Linked DNA regions of Mus musculus: regions 1, 2, 3 and 5 are each linked to region 4. The links are chromatin contacts, called in public HiCAR-type, HiChIP or PLAC-seq and promoter capture Hi-C maps. All regions are on one chromosome and are shown on one strand. The core of a region is the stretch at or near the end of the contact, and the rest is flanking DNA. Distances in the headings are between cores, read along the strand shown. Region 1 holds the start of Plpbp (pyridoxal phosphate binding protein). Region 2 holds the start of Erlin2 (ER lipid raft associated 2). Region 3 holds the start of Adgra2 (adhesion G protein-coupled receptor A2). Region 4 holds the start of Pomk (protein-O-mannose kinase). Region 5 holds the start of Brf2 (BRF2, RNA polymerase III transcription initiation factor 50kDa subunit).

Region 1 (2,898 bases), core at 247-2,746, 1.0 Mb before region 4:
GTCTGCTTAGCATTTGTGAGGTTCTGAGTTGTATCCTTAGCACCAAAAAAACCCATACAAACAAAGTAAAACAAAACCCAGCAGCATCCTTCATGAAGGGAAGGCAACATCCTGTTTAGCAGGGAGGTCACTTCTGGCTTCTGATACACGAAGGTAAATAGTTTAGAAACTCATTTTGGTCCTGATGTAATTATTAATAACGCTTCCACTCACCCTGGAAGAGGCTCAATTGAGATAAAGACATACACTGCCTTGTTCAGTCTATGAATCAACCAACAGTCAGCAGAGTTGACAACGAGACACCCACAACTCAGTGTTCAGGATTAGATTCACGCAAAGTCTCCTCACATCCATTACATAAAATGAAGGGTTTCCCTGCTTTCCTTACGTCTACCCCACCGTTTCTGAGACTGTCACAGAACCACAGTGCTCTCAAGGACTTGGAGACGTCACATCAATTACCACACGGTCTCCTGCTGCCTCCTTCTGAGGGACTGACTGTGTCTAATTCCTAGTGTGATGATGAACTAACTGGAGGCTTCCAGAGACAAATCGGTCAAGCAGGCCTAACTCCCGAGGCGGGCTGCATTAGGGAAATCCCGAGAACTCCGGTACCAGGAAGGTGGTAGGAACTCCCAAGGCTCTCTTAATTTCCTTCCCCTGTGAGGAACCCTAGCTAGGGCTAGAGTAGTTAACTGGACATGCCCAGACATCAGGTAAGAGAAGACTATGTTAATTCAGCCTTCGGTTTTCAGGCATCATTTTGAAATCTCAGACCATGAACACTAGATCAGAAAGGAAAGGTGTTTGATTTTTTTTTTTTTTCTGTCTCACTTCACATAACGTAGCTTAATTTGCATGGAGAAAAGCAGATACTGGCACCGGTCTAGAAGTCCAATGGGGGACATAACAACCATACGAAAATAACAAACGCTTGTGACAGGGCACCTGACAGCTCCCGCCCGCTCTGTGTGTGTCAAGTTCACGCGCAGCTAGACCACGGCTCGCGGCCGCCGCAACGCACGTGATCGCGGGTGGACACGGCCCTCCCAGGGCTCTAGTACCGTGGTGACGAATGGCGTGGTGGTACCGAGGGCAATGACGAATGGCGAGACGCCTGGATACGAGTCACTTGCCCTAAATGAACACCTTTCTCCAACCAAGCCAACCTCCCGGCAAGTCCCGATCCTCAAGGCCAGACCGACCGCCATGGAAACCCAGCGATCCCCTCTGCAGCCCCCGCCCCTCCGGGAGCCCCTTCTGCGTCACCGTGACACCTCGTCCCACGTAGGTGTCCCCCTTCCAGCCCTCCCCAGTGCCCTTCCGCCGGTCCTCACCCGCGGCCGCCGCGCCACACTCTGCTGGACTCGCTCGTTCACGGCCCGCAGCGCGAACCCGACTCCCAGCTCCGCCGTCATGCTGCCACCTCTCAACATTCCCAAGAGGATGCCCGGAGGACCCGCGACTCACCGAGCCCACCTTCCGGTCCCGCCCCCTTCCTGAGAGGTCCAATCGCCGCTCACCATCCAGCCACTTCCCCAGCGGAGGTTGGCCACCCAGGCGGGCGCCATCTTGGGGAAGGCGGAGGTTACCCGGACTGAAAGCCTCCTAGGGAGTTCAAGGGCTGGGCGGGCCGGTATAAACCAAGACATTAAAGTAACTTTCATTCATCCGTTCCGTTCCTTTCCTTTTTCCTTTCTTCTTTTCCTTTCCCTTCCCTCCCCTCTCCTTCCCATTTTTAAATTTCTTTCGAGACAGGGCTTCTCTGTGTCCTGGCTGTCCTGGAACTCATTCTCTAGATCAGGGTGGCCTTGAAATCCCAAGTGCTGGGTCTAAAGGCGTGTGCCACCACTGCCCAGCTATTATTTCTTTTTTAAAATATTTATTTTATGTGCGTTGATTTGTTTTGTCCTCATGTATGTATGTGCATGCACCGTCGTATCTGTGGTGCCATGGCCAGGAGAGTTTTGGATCTCGACCTGATGGTTGTGAGCCATCATGTGTGCTGGGGACAGAATTCTGGTCCTTTGCAAGAGCAACAGGTGCACTTGACTACTGATCCATCTCTCCAGCCCCCTTTTAATTTAAATATTTTTATTTATATTTTTGTTGTGTGGGTGTTTCCCCTGAACGTTAAGTCTGTGAACTGCCACAGAGGTCAGAGGAGGGCATAGAACTCTCTGGAACTGATGAGTGGATAGATGGGTGCTGGGTTCTGAACCTCTATAAGAGCAGTAAGTGCTCTCTCTCCATTCCCAGACTTTAGGAGTAATGATATTGAAGGTAAATGCCTCTTCATATACTGCTGTCACCACAGTGAAAAAAACCCCAAAACCTGAAAGGGCCCAGAAGGCTGTTACAGAGTGAGCCTAATGAGAAGCTGGCTGTGGAGCTGCAGTTGGGAAGTACTAGTCAGGAATAAGTGGGTCAAGTTTAAAGGGTTCGTGAAGGCTGGGATGGACGTGAAGTCAAAGAGATGCTCTGCTTCAAAAAATTGAAGGTGATAAGACAGGTCAGGGGTCAGAGGCGCTTGCTGTCCAAAGTCATATGGTGGAAGGAGAAAGCAGACTCCTGCAGATCTCCACATGAATGCCAGGGTGTCTGAGCATGTGCGCATGCACAAGGATGTATACATACATATGTACACAGATGTAAAAATGAGACCTATAAATACTACAGATTTAGGGTGGGGCCTCTATCTATCTATCTATCTATCTATCTATCTATCTATCTATCTATCTACCTACCTACCTACCTACCTACCTACCTACCTATCTGCACATATACATAAACACACACAGAACCTACTACTACTGTTTTGCTAAATGGACATGGCAGCAAACTGTCTTCAGAATATTTATATCCACAGGTTAGTGCTGACCTCAGCCTTGGATAAAG
Region 2 (2,771 bases), core at 127-2,626, 1.0 Mb before region 4:
TCTGTCTCTGCCTTACCTGTAATATACTCCAATATGTCCCTCTTCTATCTTGTGCACAGCTGAGAAGAGAGATGCACAAAAGAAACTGGAAGCCACGGCCACAACAGCTCCCAACTGAGCCATCAGTGAACCTGTATCCTAGAGAGAAGATATGGGACAATGTGTAGCCTGACGTACAGGAGAGCCACCAAGCTGAAGCTCACGTAAAGTGATTCTGGGGCAGCCTGCTGTAACACACACACACTACTTGCCAGATCTACAACTCACTGTGTCCTTGTTCTCAGTCAACATTCCGTTCCTTAACTGTGGAAGTATAATTCCCATTGAAGCAAGGGGGCATTAGCTCCAGAAACAGCTATACCTAAGAGAGATTTGGTGCCATTTGGGCAAGGTTCAAAACACAGCCTTCTCTCCCCTTCACGTTAACATGTTGTCAACAGAGCCATTTATACTTGTAAGGAAGAGAGGCAGCTGCAGGGTGCTGGCCCAAATTACAGAGGATGTCAAATGACAGGCAGCTGTGGCTATGTATTTCTGGTCAGAGCCTCCTACTTCTAATTGCCTGCCATTTCGAAGGAAACCACCAGTCATTCCCTTAGGACCCTGAGGGGGGGAAGAGAGAGAGGGAGGGAGGGAGAGAGAGAAGAGCAAGCAACTGAGTTCCGACGTAGGATTCTCTCTCTGATCTGTCCTCCACCTTCTCTGTTGTTCCTTTGGACTTAAACGGGACAGATCTCTATGTAAAACTGTAACACATTCTCCCATATCCTTTGCCCCCGCAAGCCCCATGGTTATAGGAAACTGGAAATGTCTCAGGCTGGAGACTCTGGACTACTCCGAAGTGAGGGTGGGGTGGGGTGGGGTGGGATGTCCCCAAATGTCCAGGGTCCCAGATGCCACAGAGTTACATGTAGACACTCATTTCCTGAACCCTGAAGGATCTGGAAAACACTACAGTGACGGACGTGCACACCGGGCACAGGGCACGGAGTCCACCTCTCAGGTCTGACTAATTTACTTATTTTTTACCGTAGCGGCCTTCAGCTACCGAGCAGCAGGAGTGTCCTCTCTGCAAATGTCCTCACTACCACCCCAAAGCCACCTCTTGCCCTTTCCCCGCCCTCCTCCGCGAGGCAGACACGGCCGAGAGCTTCCGCTCGGACCCGTGGGCAGGGGACTGGACTCCCGGGTGGGCGAGCTGAGGGGGCTCAGGACGTCAGCTCCAGCCGCGCCCACCCCCCGAGCCTCAGCGATGCCGAGCGTGCACGGAGGGGCGGCGGCCGCGTACCAGGCTGTCCCTCCAGGCGCTCCGTACACAGCCGAACCCCCGTGCAACCGTAGAAACCGCCACACCCCTCAGCACCCTACTTCCTTCCGGGCCAGTCGCTTCGATGACGCCATCAGTCCGCGCGCGCGCAAAAAATAAAAAAAATAAATAAATAAAAAGAAGACCCCGCCCACACCACACCCCTGTGCTCGTCCGGCCGCTCCGCCCCCTCGCGCTGCGAGCCGCAGTGTTCGGCGGTGGCGCCAGGGGACGCTCGCGAGCTGGCACACTGGCTGCGCACCTAGGCTTGCGGGTTTTAGGATGCCCAGGGCTGGCAGAGCGGGCTCCGGACACCAAGGCTCTGGTATCACCTTCCGAGGCGCTGGCTTCGGAGGTTGCTAGAGATTCTCCTTCGCTTCAAGTCCGAGCTGGATTTCTTTTCTTCTTCCGGAGCCGGGATCAATGCGATGCAGCGTTCTTGTCCTTCTGCTCGCTTCTTTTCCTGCTGCATTAGCCGAAGGAAACTTTCAAAGGTGCAGATTATGACGTCGCCAGTCAACAGTCCTACTCTGAGTTGCCCTTTATACTTTTCTGAGAGCTTTGTTTGGCCTTGAGGTCCCCACAGCAACATAAAGTAATTAACAAGGAATTATTGTTCCGATTTTTAATGAACGGATTCTGAAATCTGTGAGTGCTGAGGTCAACAGCAGTTGTTGAAAACTTAGCATTTCCTTAATAGTTCGGGCTTCCTGTCTTGCTTAACACATGCCATGGTGAGCTTTTGTCTGTCATCTGCACCCCCCCCCCCCCGGGGGGGTATAGCAGACCAGGAAGAAAACGTTTTTCCTAGCCTAAAGCCCTCACATGACCTCACCCTGCCATAGCGTTACCTTTGGACATTCATACTGGGCCTTTTCTCCGTTTTGTCCTGGGGCTGGAACTAAGGGCTTTATGGCTGTCCTCTATCCCCAATCTGCTTCTTTAGCAGGAAATTTCTAAACCGGCCACTGCAGTCATTTTGTTTGCAGGCCAGGAAGTGCCCACTTTAACTCCTGCTTTTAGTACATGAAAAGGCTTTTCCGTACAGTAGATGGCCAGTGGTCAATGTCCGACGATTTTAGGACTCAGGAAAAGAAGAGTAAAGGAACCCCTTTGTCTTCTCCCAAAAGCCAAGGCACTGAAACTGAATTCAAAGTTCCGGGAAGCCAGATGTTTGGTGACAGCAGAAGAAAAGCAGCTGCCCCCAATCCCAGACACCCAGTGGCTGCAGAAGAAGACAACAGACCAAGTAGTTTCAAAACAGCTTGTCTAAGGGACCCAGCAAACTCCCCATTCTGCCCCTAAAGATCCCCCTCCCACTTCCCGATTCTTAGCTACAAAACCTGAGGCTTGAAGCATGTGACCTGCCTTCTCCTGGACTCTGGTTCCTGAGTGACTGGGTCCTGTGCCCTGGTCAGAGTGTGGTCCAAACTAGACAATCTACCTCTCCGACAATAAATAAAGC
Region 3 (2,700 bases), core at 70-2,569, 1.1 Mb before region 4:
GGAGAAAAGGTTCTCTCCAGGGTCAGGATGACAGGGAAGGGGAAGCGGCTTTTAGGCTAGATCCTGAACAGGAAAGCAAGGAGCCGCCGCCGGGGCACGACCCTTAAACCACGTCGCGTGGAACTTGGAGCATATGGTCAGCTCAGGAAACCGCTGGGGTGCGGGAAGCTCTCCGAGTGCGGTTGCCGGGACTTAAGACTCGGGTTAAAGAGCATAGGTGCTCGCGGGCCAGGAAAGCAAGGGTTTAATCAGGCCCCGATTTGAAGGGAGAACTATGGAAGGAGGCCGGGAGGCACGTGCCTCCCTTCAGTCAGGTTTTCCTACCAAATCGTTGAGTAATTAAGTTAATCGATAAACAGCCAAACTATATGCGCAATGGGAGAGAGCCCAAGAGGAGATGGGGCACGGGGTCAGATCAGAAGCGCCTGCATTCCAAGGACAGGCTTAGCGGTCTCAGGCTCCCCTGCCCAAGAAGCCGGGCTGGGAGCAGAGCTCAGCAGGCCCGGGGCGGGGCACCGCAGACTGGGTTATCCCAGTTAGAGGAACCAGGCTAGCTAGCTGAAACCAGCAGGCTCCCTGTCATGCGGGCTCCGAAGCCTCAAAGGTGGTGAGGACCACAGCCACCTAATGGGTCCCTGACACCGATCCCACTCTCACCCAGCTCAGGGCCTCGTAAGGCTGCAACACTAGCCAATCTGGGACAAGGGACACGGAGTGGTCCCTCCACCGTCCACACGCACTTCACCTGTGCAGGTGAGCAGGCTTCCGCGATGCCTCTCGCTCTGGGGCCATACCGGGGTTTCTCTGATCCTAGAACTTCGAGTTTCCCGGTTGTCGCCTGGACTCAGACTTTCCCCAGGCTCTCAAGTGGCAAGATCGTCGCCCCCCCCCCCCCCCCCACTTAAGTCCCACTAATTGACCATACCCGGCACAAACTAAGGTACTCACAAGGTGATGGTGCCGTTTGGCAGAAGGCCGGGATCTGGAGGTTCGGGGAGATCCCCACCGCCGCACACCACCCTCCTTCGAGCCGGGTTGTGGGCGCCGCCACTTAGTCCCTTGGGCCGCTCCCCAGAGCACTTGCAACCGCGGATAGGGACCGGGCAGCCAGGCGCACCCCGAGTTCCAGGAGCCAGGAGCAGAAGACAAGGCAGCAGCGGCAGCAGCAGCAAACGCGCGGGAGGCACCGGCATCCTGCGTCCCCCCGCGCCCATCAACCCATCGCCCCGCGGGGACCTACAGCGCAGGGGCCGGACGGCTCGCCGGCCGGAGGGACCCGGGCGTGCGGGAGGAGTGCTCAGCGGGAGTCCCGGGCGCCCGAGGGCGGGGCGGGGGGCCATGGGCGGAGGCAAGCCTCGGGGTCCCCGCTGCTGCGCTCCGGGGGCATGGCTTGCGAGCACCCGGGCCGGGAGGGACGCGGGCGCCGCTGACAGCGCAGCGCGGGTGGCCCCCGGCGGCGCGGCCGGAGTCTCAGCGCAGCGCTCCGAGCCGACGGAAGCTTGGTCCCTGCGCGTGGCCGGCTCGCCCTGCGCGCGGCTGAGACCTAGCGGATCGTGCCGGGCTCCTGTTGCTGCCGCCGCCGCTGCCGCAGCTCCGTGCCATGGATGGGGGCAGCTAGGCGCCGCTCAGCTCCCGCCGCCAGCCCCCGCCCGCCTCCATCACCGCCTCGTCACTCTGCGAGGCCCTAGCGCCGCCTGATACCCTGCCAGGCGGCTGCCCTCCTTCAAGTGCAAGCCTAGAAGACAGCTTGAGCAGACACCCACTCCTATACCCCATCACCTACCCTGAACCAAGACTGTTGTCCTGTCACGACTCTTTCTACTAGCCAGGACTTTCTCTCTCTACCGCCCAGCTCAGACTTGTAAGGCAACCATCACTTTCCACAAAAAAAAAACGCTCTCTCATCCAGCCTACACCCCTCTTTCTAGGACTTTCGTTGAAGTTCTGGTTTGGCCTGGGAAGTCTGGTGCTCCGGGTTAAGGGGTTGAACTTAGCTCAGGATCTAAGGTTTCTCTTTGGCCCCTGTCGCGATGAGCCGATCTATAAGTTGACTCTCACAGTCCTGTTCCCACCCCTCAGACTTGGATTGAAGCCACAGCAGGAGGGCACAAGACTGAGACAAGGAGGCCATAGATCTTACCCTGTGAGCATTGACCTTGCCCAGCGGGAGGTGCATGTCATTAGGCCAAGGAGAGGTCAAAGGTTAAGGCAGACACTGCCAAAGCTATCCTCCTGTTAACACTGTGTGTGTGTGTGTGTGTGTGTGTGTGTGTGTGTGTGTGTTGGGGCAGGGCAGTAAATGAGTAAGGGGAAAATAAGAGAAGGCCCAGGGATCTATATTAGGGTGTGGGCAGACTCTACCACCAGCCAGGGTATCGCAGTATAGGTTTCAGCCCCCCTCCATGTCTTTTATTAGCTGTTTGACTTGACACAGCATGTAACACCTAGGGGTGTGTAGTCTATTGAGCCTTGCTTGTAAACCGTGGCCAGAGAAGGAGGAAGAAGGGCCAGTCCTAGGTAGGATCTGGCTTTTGACCACTGGGGAGTCAAAGTGCCTATGGACATGACCTCAAAAAAGCAACAGTAACAATGACCAACAGCTAATGCCTGTGGGTGTTAGAGGTGCTGCAGTGCCAACTGAAAAGAAGGTTGGGGTTAGAGGACCCAGGATGCTGCCTCCCAGTTTCCCCAGAAACCATC
Region 4 (2,700 bases), core at 151-2,650:
AAACTGAACTTAGATGGTCAGGCTTGGTGGCAAGCACGCTGACCTGCTGGCCATCTCTGTGGCCCCCTGCAGCATCATCACTTATTATAGCAAACTCTATATAACACACCTCCTGATTTTAGTCCTTTTGTAACAGGTTGCTTTGGAATTTATTTTATGTGGCTGGGTGTTCTGCGTGCTTATATGTCTGAGCACCACGTGTGTGCAGTGCCCTCAGAGGGCAGAAGCGGAGGAGGTCTAATCCTCTAGAACTCAGTTACAGGTGGTTGTGAGCTGCCAAGTGGATGCCAGGAACCCAGGTTCTCTGGAAGAGCAACCAATGCTCTTACCTACTGAGGGGGTCTCTCCAGCCCGTATCTGAGTCATTTTTAAGTGTTTATTTCAGTGGCATCCAATATATTCACATTATTTTACAACCATTACCTCCATCATCACCAGAAGTTTTAAAGCTTCACAAACTGAAACTATTCATTAAACAGTGTTCTTAATGGTGTTTTTTATATAATGCCTATAATTTATTTCTGAAATACTTGCTGTTATACATCCAGGTATATTTTCTACTATAAATAGCCCTGGTGCTGGAGAGATGGCCCCACAGAACCTGAGTTTAGTTCATATAGCATTGGTATCTGGGGGACCACAATTACCAGCAAGTCTATCTATCACTCCTGGCCTTTGAGTTCTCTGGCACACCACACACAAACGCATTTGTCAGTCTGAGAAGCAAAAGTTGCTTACAGGGATTCTTTGAAGGGAGTTTTGTCGGTTCCTCTAGTGCTTCCTAGATCAAGATTCTGGGTTCTTTAGCATGCTTAGAGTTTGGATAATAAACATAGATGGTTTTTGTTTTTACCCACACACTGTATGTTTTGATTTCAAATCTGGAAAATAAATCAGTTTAGAAGTAGATGATATGTCTGATTTTCCATTTCCCAACCTTACCCCTCCCATTTCACTTCCAGTACTAATACTAGTGTAGCACGCTGAGACCTTCCAGCCTTCGCATGACTTGAGGTTTGGCCCTGAAATCTGTGACGCGCAGCTTGGCGTCTCAGGCCAAAGCTCCAAAGTCACATAGTTTTCAAAGCCAGAGGCATTATCAGTGCACTGAGCCTCACTCTGCGATTTGCTCGTGTTGCTTTTCTGAGGATCACTCTTTGGCAGCCACCGCTTTGCAGAGAGTGTAGAGCTGTAGATCAGGAAGCAGCCCCTCTGAGGTCCCCAGTCCCAGGCTCAACCTTGCTGTTGCAGCCTGGCCTTCACCAGTTTGGCTAGAGGAAATGAGGACCAGGGTATGGATGACCGCGCCTACGCTGGCGCGGGCGTCCACTGTAAGGCAAGAGGCGGCCACCAGGAGGCAGCCTCACGCTCGTCTCCGACCGCTTCCGGCCGCGCAGGCGTCCTGGAATGCGAGCCGGATTTGGTGGTCGCCAGGTAGGCTCCGGGGCGTAGTGAAGCGGGACAGGGTTCTGTGGGGCCTTTCCAAGCCTGACCCTCCTGAGCCCCCGGACCCAATCCCAAAGTGGATCCTCTCATGGGGATCATGAAAACTAAACCGGGTACTGGTGCTGGCTCCTCCCGTGCTTACCGCGCACCCCTCCTCCGGGTGCACCATGCATTCCCTTTGGATGCTCACCACGCAACCCCTCTCCCGGTATCCATGGTATCCCAGTACCATGCACCGGGAGCTGCTATTGAACCATGTGAGCGGAGGCTGTCCGCCATGCTCTCGCTTTCTCTCCCCCTCTTTGTTAAAAACCAGTTTTAGACCTTTAGTAAATTTGATGCCCCCCGCCCCCACCTTCGCCTGTCCAAACTAAATAACATCCAGACTGTTTAAATAGTTATCGGGAAATGAAATTTAGTCTGAATTGGGTGACACCAGCTCCTTCTCGAATTGTGTAAAATATTCTGCATATTGGCAATTCATTTAGTTGACTTATTTCCCTTGACTAACCTAAGCAGTCGACATACAGCAGCTGGTCCTTTTTCACCGTTATCAAATAGCCTTGGTGTTTAAACAGTGCCGGAAGTTCCCGCTCTGCCGACCACACATACTCACTTCTTTAAGCTCTGGGCTGCCTGGGCGGTCCACAAGAAACAGGTGTGTTAATCGATTGCCAAGCAAAGAGGGTTCCGCATAGATCTGATAGTATGGATTCTAAGGCTGGAGAGATGGCTAGTGGCTAACAGCACTCGTTGCAGAGGACCTGGGTTCAATTCCCTAATAGCTCCCCACTGTCCATAATTTCCGTTTCAGGGAATCCAGCACTGTATTCTGACCTCCCTCGGCACCAGGCACACATAGCACATATTGTACAGTGTGCATGCAAGCGAACACTCCTGTGTATAAAATAAGTAGATTGAAAAATATGAATTCTGGGTTCCTGCAGCATTTTGTCAGTGTTGCTGGCCTTTCTTGCTATGGTCAGCTTTTAAAGGGGAAGGATTTTCTTGGGCTCAGCCGTGGGATTCTTTGCTTATGGCCTGTGGTCATTATGCTCGTCGTGGCGGGAGAGAGCGGTGGAAGAGAAAATTGAAGAGGGGAAGACCATGATGGGAGAGGTCATCTTACTTCCTGGCATCCTGGAAGCACAGAGACACAGGCTGAGGGCCCAGTGTCTCCTTCTAGGTCACGTGTTACTGACAGAAGCTTCCTTGTAGCAGACTCTGCCTCCTCGAGGTTCTGCTGCTGTCTGG
Region 5 (2,894 bases), core at 73-2,572, 1.1 Mb before region 4:
CTTCCAGTTTGCCAAAAGTTGAAGGGGAGAGAGGAGGTGTGTGTGTGTGTGTGTGTGTGTGTATGTGTGTGTTTGAAGGCCAGATGTAGTAGCAAATGTCTTTAATCCTAGCACTCAGAAGGTAGAGAGAGGCAGATTTCTGTGAGTTTAAGACTATCCTGGTATATATAATGAGTTCCAAGACAGCCAGAGATATACAGTGACTCTTGTCTTAAAGTACAAAACAAAACAAAACACCCAAATCAAACCAACAATAAAATCCGACAATTTAAAATGCATTCTTACCAACTCCTAGCCTCCATCAATTCAGAAGATAGCATCTGAAACCCATGGAAAGGGTTTCCCCATATTCTGTAATGTTATTACCAGTGGTCCCTATCGTATGATATATGGCTCTCTTTGTTCTAAATCTAATGCAATCTTCATGTAACCACTTAACAGTTCTATGTGTTATTTGGAGAAACTTGTATCTATCTGTTCCTGGGCTCAAGTCCTCCTTTTTGGCTCTAGCATAAACTCTTGTACATCCTCTTTGAGGAGAGAACTATGGTTTTTCATGCTATTCTCTGAAGATATTTAAATCTACCACTCAAGATTTTAGTTCATCTTATTGTATTTATTTAGAGACATGTTCTTATTAAGTTGCTCTGACTGGACTGAACTCATTATGTACACCAGGCTTGGCTCAATCTCTACCTCCTAAATGCTAGGATTAAAGAAATATGTTGGAAAACAACAACAACAAGAGAGACTTTGAAAGAGAGACGGCAACTTAGTGTGGGGAGGTCCGTAGAGTACAACACAATTTACTGCTCTCTCACTGCAGAGTGATCTATTTTCTACTACGGTCAAACTTAACGTTCCTTACTACATAGAAAGGAAAAAACTGGTTCCACTTTTTTGAAGGGAGTTAAATCAGGCATGGTAATACAAGCCTGTAATCCCAGCATGTAGTAGGCAGAGGCAGGAGGATCAGTATTTTAGGTCAGCCTGGGCTACATAAGCATGATAGGCTAAAAAATAAATTATAAATTGGATAATATATTTTAAAAAATAGTGTTTTGCAGACAACAATTCCACATCTGTGGTTTGTGTCAACTCCCCACGTGGCCTAACCACAAAAACCCAGAGAGCCTGAGAAACAGTTAAATCCAGGAACCTCCCTTTCTAACTCAGGTTTCTACCCGAGTCCACAGAAGGGATCGGAAGTGGCGTACTGCCGAGGGGAGGAGCAAACTGCCAGCCGATTGGCCAGCTGGCCGGAGGAGGATGGTGCATCCGGAATAAGCGCCCCTCCACTTTATTGCCGCTGCCCAGTTACAAGTTCTCTGGGAGTTTGTGCCTGACGGCGGTACCGCAGCCCTGGACCGACCGACGAGATGCCGAACGGAAGCCGCTGCCCGGATTGCGGCTCCTCCGAGCTCGTGGAAGATTCGCATTATTCTCAGAGCCAGCTGGTGTGCTCCGACTGCGGCTGCGTGGTCACCGAAGGGGTCCTAACTACCACCTTTAGCGACGAGGGCAACTTCAGGGGTACTGGTCTTGAACCCGGGGATCGCCAGCCTTGGGCGGTGGAGTCCTTAAACCCAGCTCCCTCTTTCCAGCCTCCTCCCTTTCTTGGCCATGCGCACAGTTAAATGTGAGAGAATTGGGCTTAAGTAAACAGATGAGCTGGAGGAGGGTGCGATCCATCTGATTTCCCAGTACCTACAACGGTGTCTGGCATTGGGTGGGTATATTGGTTGGTGAATGAACGAAACGATAAAGGTTTCATTCGTCTTGTCAGACCTAGTCAGTGTTGAAGGAGTGCCGGTAAATTATTTGAAAATAACAACACGAACCATCATCTCCTAGCAGGTTTTAGCACTAATTGGCAACTTGCTCTCCTCTGCGTTCCACGCCATTGCTCTAGTACAGCGGTTCTCAACCGGTGGGTGGTGACCGCCGTGGTGTCCACAGAATCTTTCACAGGAGTCCCCTAAGACCATCCTGCATATAGGCGGTTTACATTATGATTCATAATGCAATTCATAATTCTCTTTTTTTTCTGTAGCTAATGCAATCTTCGTGTAACCATTACAAAATTACAGTTATGAAGTAGCAACGAAAATAATGTTAAGGTTGGGGGTCACCACAACGTGAGGAACTGTATTAAAGGGTGGCAGCATTAGGAAGGTTGAGAACCACTGCTCTAGCCCTTGGCTAATGCAGCCCTCAAAAGTGAATGTATCAGAGAAATTATTGGAAAATCAGAATTGCCAGTGCAGCTTTTAAAAATACAGTTCTGTCCTATTACTTTTACATAGATGGGTATCTTCTCTGAGGTAGAAGTAGATACACAGTCATTTGAAATCTCCCTGGCCTTATGCAGTCAGAGGGCAAGGAGGAGGTGAACGAAGGCCAGCTGGGTAATTTGTTGTTTGCTATTTTACAGAAGTGACATATTCTCGAAGCACTGGGGAAAACGAACAAGTTAGTCGCTGCCAGCAACGAGGTGAGAATCAAACTTTTTTCCCCCTTAAATTTCAGCTTTGCTTTTATTTATGTCACTGTTTAATGTTTTGATATTATGTGTATGGGTGTTCTTACTGCATGTATGTGTGTGTGTGCAGCATGTGCATGCCTGGTGCCCATGGAGTTAGAAGAGGGGGTTGGATCATCTGGAATTGCAGTTATAGATGGTCGTGAGCAGCCCTGTGGATGCTGGGAAGCAAACCCCAGGTCGTCTACAAGAGCAATAGTGCCTTTTAACTGCTGAGCCATCTCTCCAGCCCAGAGCATCAACCTTTTTTTTTCTTTTCTTTTCTTTTTTAAATATATTTTTTTATTACGTATTTTCCTCAATTACATTTCTAATGCTATCCCAAAAGTCCCCCATACCCTCCCCTCAACTC

What was found. Promoter capture Hi-C pulls out the DNA fragments that hold promoters and counts their contacts. HiCAR-type assays count read pairs that join an accessible place to other places. HiChIP or PLAC-seq counts read pairs in DNA pulled down with a chosen protein or histone mark.
Region 1: a contact with region 4 is called in a HiCAR-type map of astrocytes, with 5 times the contacts expected there. The contact joins the promoter of Plpbp here to the promoter of Pomk in region 4. A contact is called at or near these places in 16 of 39 promoter capture datasets (the 3T3-L1 cell line, 3T3-L1-derived adipocytes, the C10 cell line and 10 more), 3 of 484 Hi-C or Micro-C datasets (cerebral cortex, cortical neurons and myeloid progenitors), 3 of 115 datasets of contacts at active chromatin or transcription factors (astrocytes, extraembryonic endoderm stem cells and pro-B cells) and 2 of 9 other capture datasets (adipose tissue and liver).
Region 2: a HiCAR-type map of astrocytes shows a contact between it and region 4, with 5 times the contacts expected there. The contact joins the promoter of Erlin2 here to the promoter of Pomk in region 4. A contact is called at or near these places in 18 of 39 promoter capture datasets (the 3T3-L1 cell line, 3T3-L1-derived adipocytes, the C10 cell line and 11 more), 1 of 15 datasets of contacts at CTCF or cohesin (large pre-B cells), 1 of 484 Hi-C or Micro-C datasets (myeloid progenitors), 8 of 115 datasets of contacts at active chromatin or transcription factors (astrocytes, bone marrow-derived macrophages, embryonic stem cells and 3 more) and 1 of 9 other capture datasets (embryonic stem cells).
Region 3: a contact with region 4 is called in an H3K27ac HiChIP or PLAC-seq map of embryonic stem cells, with 4 times the contacts expected there. The contact joins the promoter of Adgra2 here to the promoter of Pomk in region 4. A contact is called at or near these places in 1 of 39 promoter capture datasets (embryonic stem cells), 1 of 115 datasets of contacts at active chromatin or transcription factors (embryonic stem cells) and 1 of 9 other capture datasets (adipose tissue).
Region 5: a contact with region 4 is called in a promoter capture Hi-C map of the 3T3-L1 cell line, with 2.6 times the contacts expected there. The contact joins the promoter of Brf2 here to the promoter of Pomk in region 4. A contact is called at or near these places in 4 of 39 promoter capture datasets (the 3T3-L1 cell line, hippocampal neurons, liver and 1 more).

What each region holds. Positions count from the first base shown.
Region 1 is chr8:27,041,153-27,044,050 of GRCm38.p6, reverse strand. Plpbp (pyridoxal phosphate binding protein) reads right to left here and starts at 1,496. Exons shown (of 8, transcript NM_054057.4): 1 at 1,338-1,496. The coding sequence starts at 1,436.
Region 2 is chr8:27,022,424-27,025,194 of GRCm38.p6, reverse strand. Erlin2 (ER lipid raft associated 2) reads right to left here and starts at 1,376. Exons shown (of 12, transcript NM_153592.3): 1 at 1,289-1,376; 2 at 17-138. The coding sequence starts at 123.
Region 3 is chr8:27,084,460-27,087,159 of GRCm38.p6, reverse strand. Adgra2 (adhesion G protein-coupled receptor A2) reads right to left here and starts at 1,319. Exons shown (of 19, transcript NM_054044.2): 1 at 949-1,319. The coding sequence starts at 1,214. It overlaps Gm39151 (a long non-coding RNA gene), which reads left to right. Exons shown (of 3, transcript XR_870285.3): 3 at 1-891.
Region 4 is chr8:25,992,821-25,995,520 of GRCm38.p6, reverse strand. It overlaps Pomk (protein-O-mannose kinase), which reads left to right and starts at 1,400. Exons shown (of 5, transcript NM_029037.4): 1 at 1,400-1,434. Gm31402 (a long non-coding RNA gene) reads right to left here and starts at 2,227. Exons shown (of 2, transcript XR_378826.3): 1 at 1,958-2,227.
Region 5 is chr8:27,127,060-27,129,953 of GRCm38.p6, reverse strand. It overlaps Brf2 (BRF2, RNA polymerase III transcription initiation factor 50kDa subunit), which reads left to right and starts at 1,322. Exons shown (of 4, transcript NM_025686.2): 1 at 1,322-1,533; 2 at 2,435-2,494. The coding sequence starts at 1,380.